Linked DNA regions of Danio rerio: region 1 is linked to region 2. Evidence: chromatin contacts called from public Hi-C data. All regions are on one chromosome and are shown on one strand. Each heading gives the region's core, a stretch centred on a gene start, on an enhancer-like site or on the middle of the called end of the contact. The rest is flanking DNA. Distances are from core to core; before and after follow the strand shown.

Region 1 (4,830 bases), core at 966-3,465, 190 kb before region 2:
AACTGTCTGCATGAACACTTTAATTGGTATTTTCCCTTTGTACGTGTCATTATAGGCATGGGCTGGTATAAGATTCTGACGGTATGATAACCTTGGGTAAAATTATTCTGTTTTATGATATCACGATATTGCACTTACTACTCTAAAATATGTTCTTTATAAATGTCTGGGTAAAACAAAAAAATATATATTTTTCACCATTAAACATGGTATATATATTTTTTAACATTTAAAAATTTTTGAATGTCAGGCTTAATTATGTAAATAAGTCATTTACTTCTGCTGTCTTAATTAGTTTAAAAAAACAGATTTCTTGAAAAGGCATTTGGATACCTTTCTTTTCTTTGGATATAAAGTAAGCCACTGCACTGTTCAGCTCTACAGCATGCTGGATGTTGATTTAAGAGATTTATTTTTCAGATGTTTTCTGAATCATGCACTGACCAGTAGCTTGCGATGTGGAGGGTCCTTTTCTAATGTTGCCCTAAAATAAAACTCAATAAATGTACAAATACCTCAGGGATGATAAAGCAGAATTTGAATGGTTTTAAAACCTTGACTTTTCAAAACCATGGTAAACCTTAAAAGTGGTTATCGTCTCATGCCTAGTCATTACAGGGGAAAGTCTCGCTTATCAGTAAAGATCTTTCCCTCATAAACAGCCCTGAGTGAGAAGCAGCCGTTAGCTGCCATTCGATTTTCACACCATACCTGCTGAAGGTAATGTCAGTGACTAATGCCAAGTTCAGATTTTACTATCATACCAAATAGTAAAACTAACTATCAGATGGTAGAACTAATATATCAGAGAACTACATTAACTTTTTTTGGCACATTTTATTCAACAAAAAAAAAATAAATCACCAATTCAGATCCTTCTTCTTCACATTTTAAAATTGGAATTGATGTGTTTGGTAAAACTCTTAGATTGGTTAAAAATATTACAATCATTATTTTGAAAATGCCACTGATATAATTTTTTTCCTCTGCGTTTATTTTTCCTCTTTTCATTTTTTTCTTATTCCATTATTTTATTCATTCATTTTCTTTTCGGCTTAGTCCCTTAATCTGGGGTCGCCACATCAGTATGAACCATCAACTTGTCCAGCATATGTTTTATGTAGCGGATGCCCTTCCAGCTGCAACCCATCACTGGGTAACATCCATACACCCTCATTCACAAACATACATCACGGACAATTTAGTTTATTCAATTCACCTGTACAGCATGTCTTTGGATTTATGGGGGAAACCGGAGCACCCGGAGGAAACCCAAGCTAACGCGAGGAAAACATGCAAACTCCACACAGAAATGCCAACTGACCCAGCCGAGGCTCGAACCAACAACCTTTTTGCTGTGAGGTGACAGCACTGCCTACTGCGCCACCGCGTCGCCCACATTATTTTATATGTATTATGATTTAATCTACTCTGTTAAATTATTATCATTATTGTTTCTACTACTATTATTTACCTGTATGTTCGATTTCTGTATGTTTGTTTCTTGAATTAATAGTTAAAAAAAGGAAATTGTGAAAAACTTGCTTCCATTTTACAAATATTTCCTGAACAAAATAACAATGTAGCCTAGCCAATAAAAATATAGGCTTATTCTGTAGTCTGATGGTATTTAAAAAATAGTCATCTAATTACAAGTACTTTGGGGAATCTGATGATAACATAAGTTATTAGGCTACCTTCTGTTTGGACTTCTGTTTTGGAAGAAAGACACTTGTTTATGTCAGGCTCAATGCTGAACCTCCAATAGATGGCACTCTTTTATCACTGCTGGCTCATGTCTGACATTTTAACTTCTATTTATTCTATCAAAATGTGCAGTAGTAAAGAAACATAAACTAACATTATAAGCATAGAAATTAATAATAGAAATTAATCTGTTGTTGATGACAGTAGCCTATTATTTCTAGCAAAAGCTGAATCATCCTCCTCCAATTATTCCGCTTATATTAGTTTGTTTCTAACTGTCTTTGTTCGGCTGTGCTTTCATTATTGTAAACAATATTTGATATAAGATTATTTTAATGCCCAGCACACATAACCACCCGGTATCCTCTCTTCCAGCTCTGTGTTTGAGGCGTCTTTTGTTCTGAGAGAGAGAGAGAGAGAGAGAGAGAGAGAGAGAGAGAGAGAGAGAGAGAGAGAGAGAGAGAGAGGCTGCGCTCGGAAAGGTGGATGGATGAGCGCGCGCGTGTTGGTTGGTTGGTTGGTTTGGTCGCGATGAGGAGAGACTGAGAGCGCGAGATGCTGCTGCTACTGACACATTCCTTGAAAGATGTGTAAAATGGCGCAAGTATGTTGAAGCCACCGGCTGTAGTTTATTTCAAGAGGAGCTGATTTCTTCCTTCCCCATCCTTGTCTTCGCTCTTGCCTCACCTTCTTTTATTGCATTTCGTCTAATTTTCAATGTGATTAAATGGCTTCCGGACGGCGCCGCCAGGCTCCATGCTCTCTCGGAATACTCCTGCTCGCTTTTGTCGGTAAGTGTGTGCTCTCTCTCTACGCTAAACTCGCTGTATTGGGTCACTTGGGCAGTAGGGTTGACCGTGAACTTGGATCTTATTTAGGGTCTGCTTCGGACGGGGTTCTAAAGCGATTGTAGGGGTCGTGTTTACAGCTGTAGTTGCAGACTAGGGTGGGTGTGTTTGCCTGCATGTAGATGGTACTGAAGCATGGATTGGTTTTGTGAATGGAGACTTCCACGCGCTTGCTGACACACTGCATTTTGGGTTTCTGGCAGTTTTAAGACCCTGAAAATGCTTTTATGTTAAATTGTGAAGTTCATATAAATAAAAAAGCGTTGTTTGCACGTGTTTTGAATGTATGTGGGAAATAGCAATGATATTATAAGCATAATTTTTAAGTAATATGTAGCAACCTGATGTTATTGTATACACGTGTTCCATACGTTTGATTTGCTCAAATGCCTTATGCAAATTTAACCAGGATTTTATTATGTGTTTTTAAGGATTAATTGCCATGTGTCAGTTTTATTATAAAATGGTTAGGCTACTGTTGTTACATAGTTGAACTACAATAACCATGTTTTTAGTTTTATTTAGACATTTTTAATGAATATACTGCTTATGAGTGTTTGACTGTTAATATATATGAATACATTTTTTATCAGGATTTAGGCAGGCAATTGCTCTTGATCTTCGACGAGGGCTTTAATTAACTTAATAAAACCCCTTATGATAATGAATAATGGTTTTCTTATTATAAAAGTTTTCCAACCACATATATTTTTTTGTGGATTTAGCTTTTGTTTGACCAGTTTTACTAAACGAAGGTTATGAGTGCCACGATTTAACTACAACAAACATGGTGTTTGGATTTATTTGTACACTGTCAGAAAAAAAGGGTATGGTTGGGGTCCATTTGTGAACACTTGGGTTTCAAATAGAGAAGTTGTACCTGCAATGGTCCATAGTAGCACCATGTGTTACTCATGTATCATTTAAGGGTAAACAAAAGTACAAATAAGTTCCCAACTGTCAAAGGGTCCATTTTTTGACCATTTAAGGCCCAAACAAAGCTACAATCACTTGTGTGAAAAAGCAGAAAGTTAACATTTATGAAAAGGTCATTCATTAATATTAAGATAATAATTGCCATGAGTTGTAGGTTATGTGTTTGAAATACACACAAAGTGATTCATCAACAATAAAATTATTTAATTATATAAAGCATGTCCTTAATATTATTATTATTATTTTTTTCTGACAGTGTAAAACTAATTTCCATAAGGGGAGTGTGTTTGATCAGAACAACATTCTCCTTCAATTTTAAGTATCAGATTACTGTATTTTCATGCTAAAACATCAACACATGAACACAATCTAAAAAAGAATAAGCTATTATTGTTAAAATATTTTATTATTAATATACACCATATAATAGAAGCCAAAACTTGCTTGATTCTTCACAGACAATGAATGGACTAGTGAGCATAAAGATCATAGGAGAGAGCCTGAGGCTTGTGCAGTTTCATATTCTCTGATTTATGATCGACTGTAGCCTTGAATAGCTATTTTTAAGGTCTTTCTGCTATTTGACATCTCCAGCACTCTAGGCATGTGTATAGCTCTATTAACATTGACATTCACAGTATAGGTTTTCAGTACATATTGTTCATTTTTAGTAGTCAGGCCATCCAGGTATTCCTTAAAATTGAGATGCTTAATATATATATATATATATATATATATATATATATATATATATATATATATATATATATATATATATATATATATATATATATATATATATATATATACTTAATATTTCTATCCTATATTTTTCTAAACTAGCCTACAGTGGCTCATCTCAGCCCACAGGTGAGCAGCTTGTGTCTGTTATCTCTCATAGACAGCAGGAGCTCCGATTGATTGTTTCCTTTTTTTTGTGTTTCCATTGTGGTGGAAAAGTGAGGAAAGAACTGAAGGCTGCTGTTGTCTTGAAGATTGTGTGTCAAGGCTGTCTCTCTCTTTTCTTCTGTTTCTTTGTTCCCCTGTAATTGTCAGTTTGTGTATGTGAGCGTGTGGCCTGTTTGCTTGGGCTGGAGGGCAGTGTGCAGGATGCGTGTGCTTATGGAGCATGACATTCAGGGAATCGGGATTTTGCTTAGTGTTCACAAAGCTCATTTTACTGCAAAGTACTTCGATCATCATAAGCAAACCGCATAGACGCTGAGGTCACATGTTAAAATTACTGGCTTGTGCTGAAGTCTTCCTTCAGGTCTTCATGGTAGGGTGCCATTACAGAGCTGCCAATCAGGAAAGCACTTAGTGAAAGGAGGTAATGCAT
Region 2 (5,107 bases), core at 2,393-4,892:
CTTAAGCGTATTACTCTTTAAGAGGCTGAGATTTTGTTTAATGCCTAATATGCTTTTAACTGTTTAAACTCAACTGAATGATATTAAAGTGGTTTACACCACATCTGCACTTTGAAATTGCAGCTACAGCAATAGGTTTGTGGTCCACAGCATATTGTTGCAATGTTTACAGTGTTGATATCCTATACTTTCAGGTTTCGTCCCATCGCAGTCTCCTTATAGTTTTTTAAAATGAGTGTATAGCATAAACAGCACTAAGTGAGAAGCAGCCAGTTTTCACACAGTACCTGCTAAAGATAATATCAGCGACTAAAAGGCATTATATAAATGTGGAGTTTGTGGATGCACATATGAATACTGCACTACTTTCTAAGTACAGTTTTTTATAGAAATAACGTCCATCCTGTTTTTGAACAGATGTTTGTAGCTCTGCCCTATTTTGAAACGGGCACAATCTCATTTGAATTTAGTCGCCACAATAGCATAATTTTGGTTCAAAGCCTAAAAGGTGCAGTTTCAAAGAGTTATAGAAAATATTTGTGGGGAATTTCGAGTGAAAACTTCACATGCACACTTTAGGGACATCATACACTTACTTTACATCTTGTAAAAACAGGCATAATAGGTCCCTTTAAAAAAATGTTAATAAGAATTGAAAAAACTGAGTGCTAACAAAATAACTACATATTCATAAAACCTTCTGCACTTACATGAAATACAAAGTTCTCGAAACAATGATTCCAAAAAGCTTGAATAATGCACAGATTTTTCAAACTGTGTTATCTTTTCTTTCAGTAATTTTTCAAATGTAACAAAGTCATCTTTGGATGACGGGCACATGGCTTCAATTCCAGAGGCGTTTGTTGTGTTAACAGTAGTTGAGGCATTTGCAGCAGCAGGATCCACACCTAAAGACGGGAAGAAATTCATCGATTAACTTTATACATATATATATATATATATATATATATATATATATATATATATATATATATATATATATATATATATATATATACATATATACATATGAAGAAATTGGAAGACTTCACCAAAGTGCTGTTTCTTACCAAAAGCCTCACGGGCCAATTCCATGTCTGCCTCCTCCTGCAGCTTTTTCAGTCTAGCTTTTTCTGCTAGCTGCTCCTCTAACGTCAGACTCTCACTAGCTGCTGTTTCCTGATTCTATTCATTTCATAAATAATACATGGTTGTAAAATTAGAAGATTAAGAATTAATGCTTAAAAACTACAGGCTGGTTTATACTTCTGCGTTGAGTGATCGCTGTGAACCACGGCACATATCTTGTGCGCAGTCGTGCATTTATACTTCTGCGTGTTTGTGTTGCTCTGCAATAACATGTCCGGAACGCTAGCTGGCAGTAGGTTATGTTGTGTTCGTCTGTATCGAGTTTCTTCGTGAGCGTTTTGTTTATTATGAACGCTACCTTAATGTAGTTGGACATGCTCATTCAGAGACGGGAACCAGCGGACGTGCAACAACTTTAATAATAAGGTAAACACGAAACATTTAGAGCTCCTTCTCGGAACTCGACACTCACTCCATTGGGCTCACGGCTCTTAGCACCGCCCACACTGGGCACTGCTACCAAGCCAACCAGTCACAGAGCTTGAGGTAAATATCATTGCGATGTGTGGTTACATGTTTTGAGAGGTGCGCATCAGTGTCAGCTTCAGCCACAGTGAGGGCTATGCGGCCACACGAAAGCTGCATCGGAACATACGCGTGCGCTTGCGGCAGAAGCATAAATCAGCCTTAATAGTTATACACCTAATAATTATGTTATTACCTTTTTCAACTCCTCTTGTTTTTTCTTTTGCAAAAGTTCTTTCTCTTTTATTTTGTCACTTAATTTTTTCTTCTCAGGAGGTTTCACTTCTGTTAGAAATGTAAAAAATCAAACCATAAGAAAATGCTGTTAAAGTCAAACAATAATTACAAAAAAGCAAAGTAAAAATCTAGAACATTAAATGAAGAATTTCGGAGATCACTGGTGATTTAAAATGAAGTGATCAGTTACACACACTGAGGCTAGAAAAAAAAGGCAAAATAAAGTGAATCTTTTTAATGGCCAGTTTTTAAAGATATATGAAATTGTAAGATCAATACCAGCTATTTTCTGTTCAACTTTCTTCTCCTCCTCCTTCTCCTCCTCCTCCTCATCATCCCAGTTATCCTACACACAGAAAAGCACAGTGCGTCAAACATATGCAAGATGATGAAATAATTTGGCCGTAAATATTGTCTCATTTATTCATTAAAGAAAGACCCCCATCAAACATCAAGACAGGTGAAACAATTTCTCTTCTGCAATTAATAGAAATACATTTACAGAAACCTACAACAACATTGATAACAGCTCACTTTTTAAATATAATGTTTTAAGGCTACAGGATGAATTAAAAAACATTGTTTCCTTAACATTGCAGGTTTTCCATCATAGTGGATACTCCAGAAAAAAAAATCATTTGAACCCTTGAGCCCCCAGTAAGCGGTTTTATTCAGCGTGCGCTTTCTAGAGCTGCTTTTAAACAAAGCAACACGCGGTATAATAACAGTCCAATAATAACACAGGCGCGTGCACATATATGAGCTCGAGAAGGGACGGCACGTGAGAGAATTCTAGATCTGCGCGTCACCAGCACACGCAACATGACTCAATCGCGTCATGACGTCAACAGGAACTCAACCAGCTGCTGCTGCCAGGCGCACAAACGGCAACATCCACATGACAGCGACTGGAAGTGAAACACAAAATCAGCCGAGAAAAAAAAAACTAAAGGAAACTGCCACTAGCTAGAATGTAAACGCGGTGTACCACTACTAACAAGTATATTTAACAAGCTGATGTATCTAGAACATTAGTAACAAAGGGGAGTAAATTAATTGTCAGTATCTTACAATGAACTAAACTGCAAACGAAGCTTCATGTGGTTGGCCACGGAACTAGAATAAGTCTAAACATTTCAACCACTAATACATTAACTGACCGATGTGTTATCAGTATTAACGTTAACTATATTAACGTTAGTTTGATTTTGTAAAGAGCTGTCAGTGTATTGTTGTTAGTGTATCAACTGTCACATAACAGATCGCTCAACACGTTTGCTGACGTAAACGGACAGAAACTGTCAGTGCAAGAGAAGTAAGTTACTAGAAATCAAGAAGGCGCAACTGGATACAGCTGGTGTATCCCCAAATAAAACGGGCCTATTCTGGGCTAGCGAAACGGCTAAAAATACACCAGGGTCGCCCATGTTACTTATGCTATCTTTAGCCACACGTGACTCGAGAAAGCAGAATTAAAATGACTAATACCCTGTTTAGCAATAAAGTTTTGATAACTTGCCCATTAGCACCTTACCTTTACGTCTTCCTCCTCGTCCTCGCCTTCCCATCTGTCCAGCCGCCCGGCGGTGGCAATTTTAATCTGCTCATTTGGCTCGAAGTTGTCAGCGTCTTTGGATAAACAAAATAATGTCGAAGCTTAACAGCGACCGACACCATTTCAAGCGCTCAACCTTTAAATATTGATAGCAATCCTTACCCCATTCGTCTGAATCCGCCATCTTGGCTAACTGTGAGTTAGTTTAACTAGTAGCTGAGAGAAAGCATGTGCACAGAGCTGCTCTGATCTACGCGCTTCTGCCTTCATGCTGACGGGATACCGGAGGACTAAGTGGAGCTGTGTGGCGACACCGTGTGGCGAATACACAAGGCTCGTGTGTGTCAAAAACTAGATAGTAATAACAATGCCATTGTGTTTATTATTATTAATTATCATCATTCTTATTGTTTTTCTTGTAGTGAAATTCTATTTTGTTAAAGTTGTAAAATTATTAGGCCCCAGGCCCTTACAGGAGGTAAACATATGAAGAGTTCAGATGAGTTCAGCCTTCAGAAAACTTCTAAAATGAGCACTTTTATATTTTTTACCTGTGTAGCTTCAGATATTTCACAGTTATGGGTATGAATAGATTATTTATATTGCCTTTAAAGTCAAATAACAGCATAAAAACATAGGAGACTGAGATAAATTATCATTTTAGAAGAACAGATCCGATCCATTTAGAGGTCTTTGCAACTGAAATCTTCATATGGCTTTACCGTGAATAAAACTAAAACAGCACGGTGACTACATTTAAACAATAGTGACCACACATTGCAACACAAACCGTAATTTAACCATGGAGTTTAAAGAACAAACAAACAACAAAACAACACTTTTACTAAAATAAAACCATGGTTAATTTTCATTAGGGGTCTAACACTTTGCTAAATAATACATGTATTAGTTGATGCACAAAAATACAAGAACACTAAACTTCAAATTACATAAATAGGGAGAATGAACACAAGAATGACTTTACAAATGAAAGAACAAAGAAATTTCACGATCAGGGTTTACTTTTTAAGTTAATACCACCAATTTAGATGTGTCATTGCATGAAGGCTCTTCTTAAAGCAGTTAAAAATACATGCATAAATTAATAAATATTATAAATAAAACTGGACACAAAGATAAATGTAAAGCACAAAAGTCAAACCAAAATACAGACATAAATGTTGATACATTATTTTCCAAACTAAAAATAAACAAAAGCTCTTTATCATGACCAAAAATGCTGTAGAAATTCCTTAAAGAAATATTTCTATGAGTGATTGTTAATATTACAATGTACTTATCAAATATCTCTGATGCAATTTCACAGAACATTTCTGAAACCCAATTCAGCAATTTAAAAAGGCTGAATACATATTTACAGTATTGAAGTTACACCATATTGCACATATTTGGAAAGGAGTGTTCAGTTCAGTATAGCAGCGAATCAGAAGTGACAGATTCAAACTCATCCCATAACAGGAGGAAGCGACAGCAACGTTATCAGGATGCTGAAGAGGTAGAAAATATGACAGGGGTAAACTGCGACTCCCAGAGACCTGCCTAAAAGCATACACAAAAACAGCTGTTAGACACAATAAAGAGCATTGCAACCCAGTGATAACTTAAACGTATCCAAATATCAGTCAATCAAAACTTATGATGATACTGTATTAAATATTGTGAAATAGCAGAGCTTCTCTT

Evidence for each region. Hi-C and Micro-C count contacts between places; a contact is called where the count stands out from the background.
Region 1: a Hi-C map of an unstated tissue shows a contact between it and region 2, with 5 times the contacts expected there. The contact joins the promoter of igdcc3 here to the promoter of eif3jb in region 2. A contact is called at or near these places in 1 of 18 Hi-C or Micro-C datasets (an unstated tissue) and 1 of 4 datasets of contacts at active chromatin or transcription factors (embryo).

The regions. Positions count from the first base shown.
Region 1 is chr7:31,664,432-31,669,261 of GRCz12tu, reverse strand. igdcc3 (immunoglobulin superfamily, DCC subclass, member 3) reads left to right here and starts at 2,215. Exons shown (of 14, transcript XM_003198969.7): 1 at 2,215-2,498. The coding sequence starts at 2,435.
Region 2 is chr7:31,473,163-31,478,269 of GRCz12tu, reverse strand. It overlaps eif3jb (eukaryotic translation initiation factor 3, subunit Jb), which reads right to left and starts at 3,642. Exons shown (of 8, transcript NM_213502.1): 1 at 3,569-3,642; 2 at 3,386-3,480; 3 at 2,131-2,197; 4 at 1,811-1,899; 5 at 1,071-1,185; 6 at 711-908. The coding sequence starts at 3,590. It overlaps strc1 (stereocilin 1), which reads right to left. Exons shown (of 28, transcript XM_005168943.6): 28 at 4,411-4,966. The coding sequence ends at 4,872.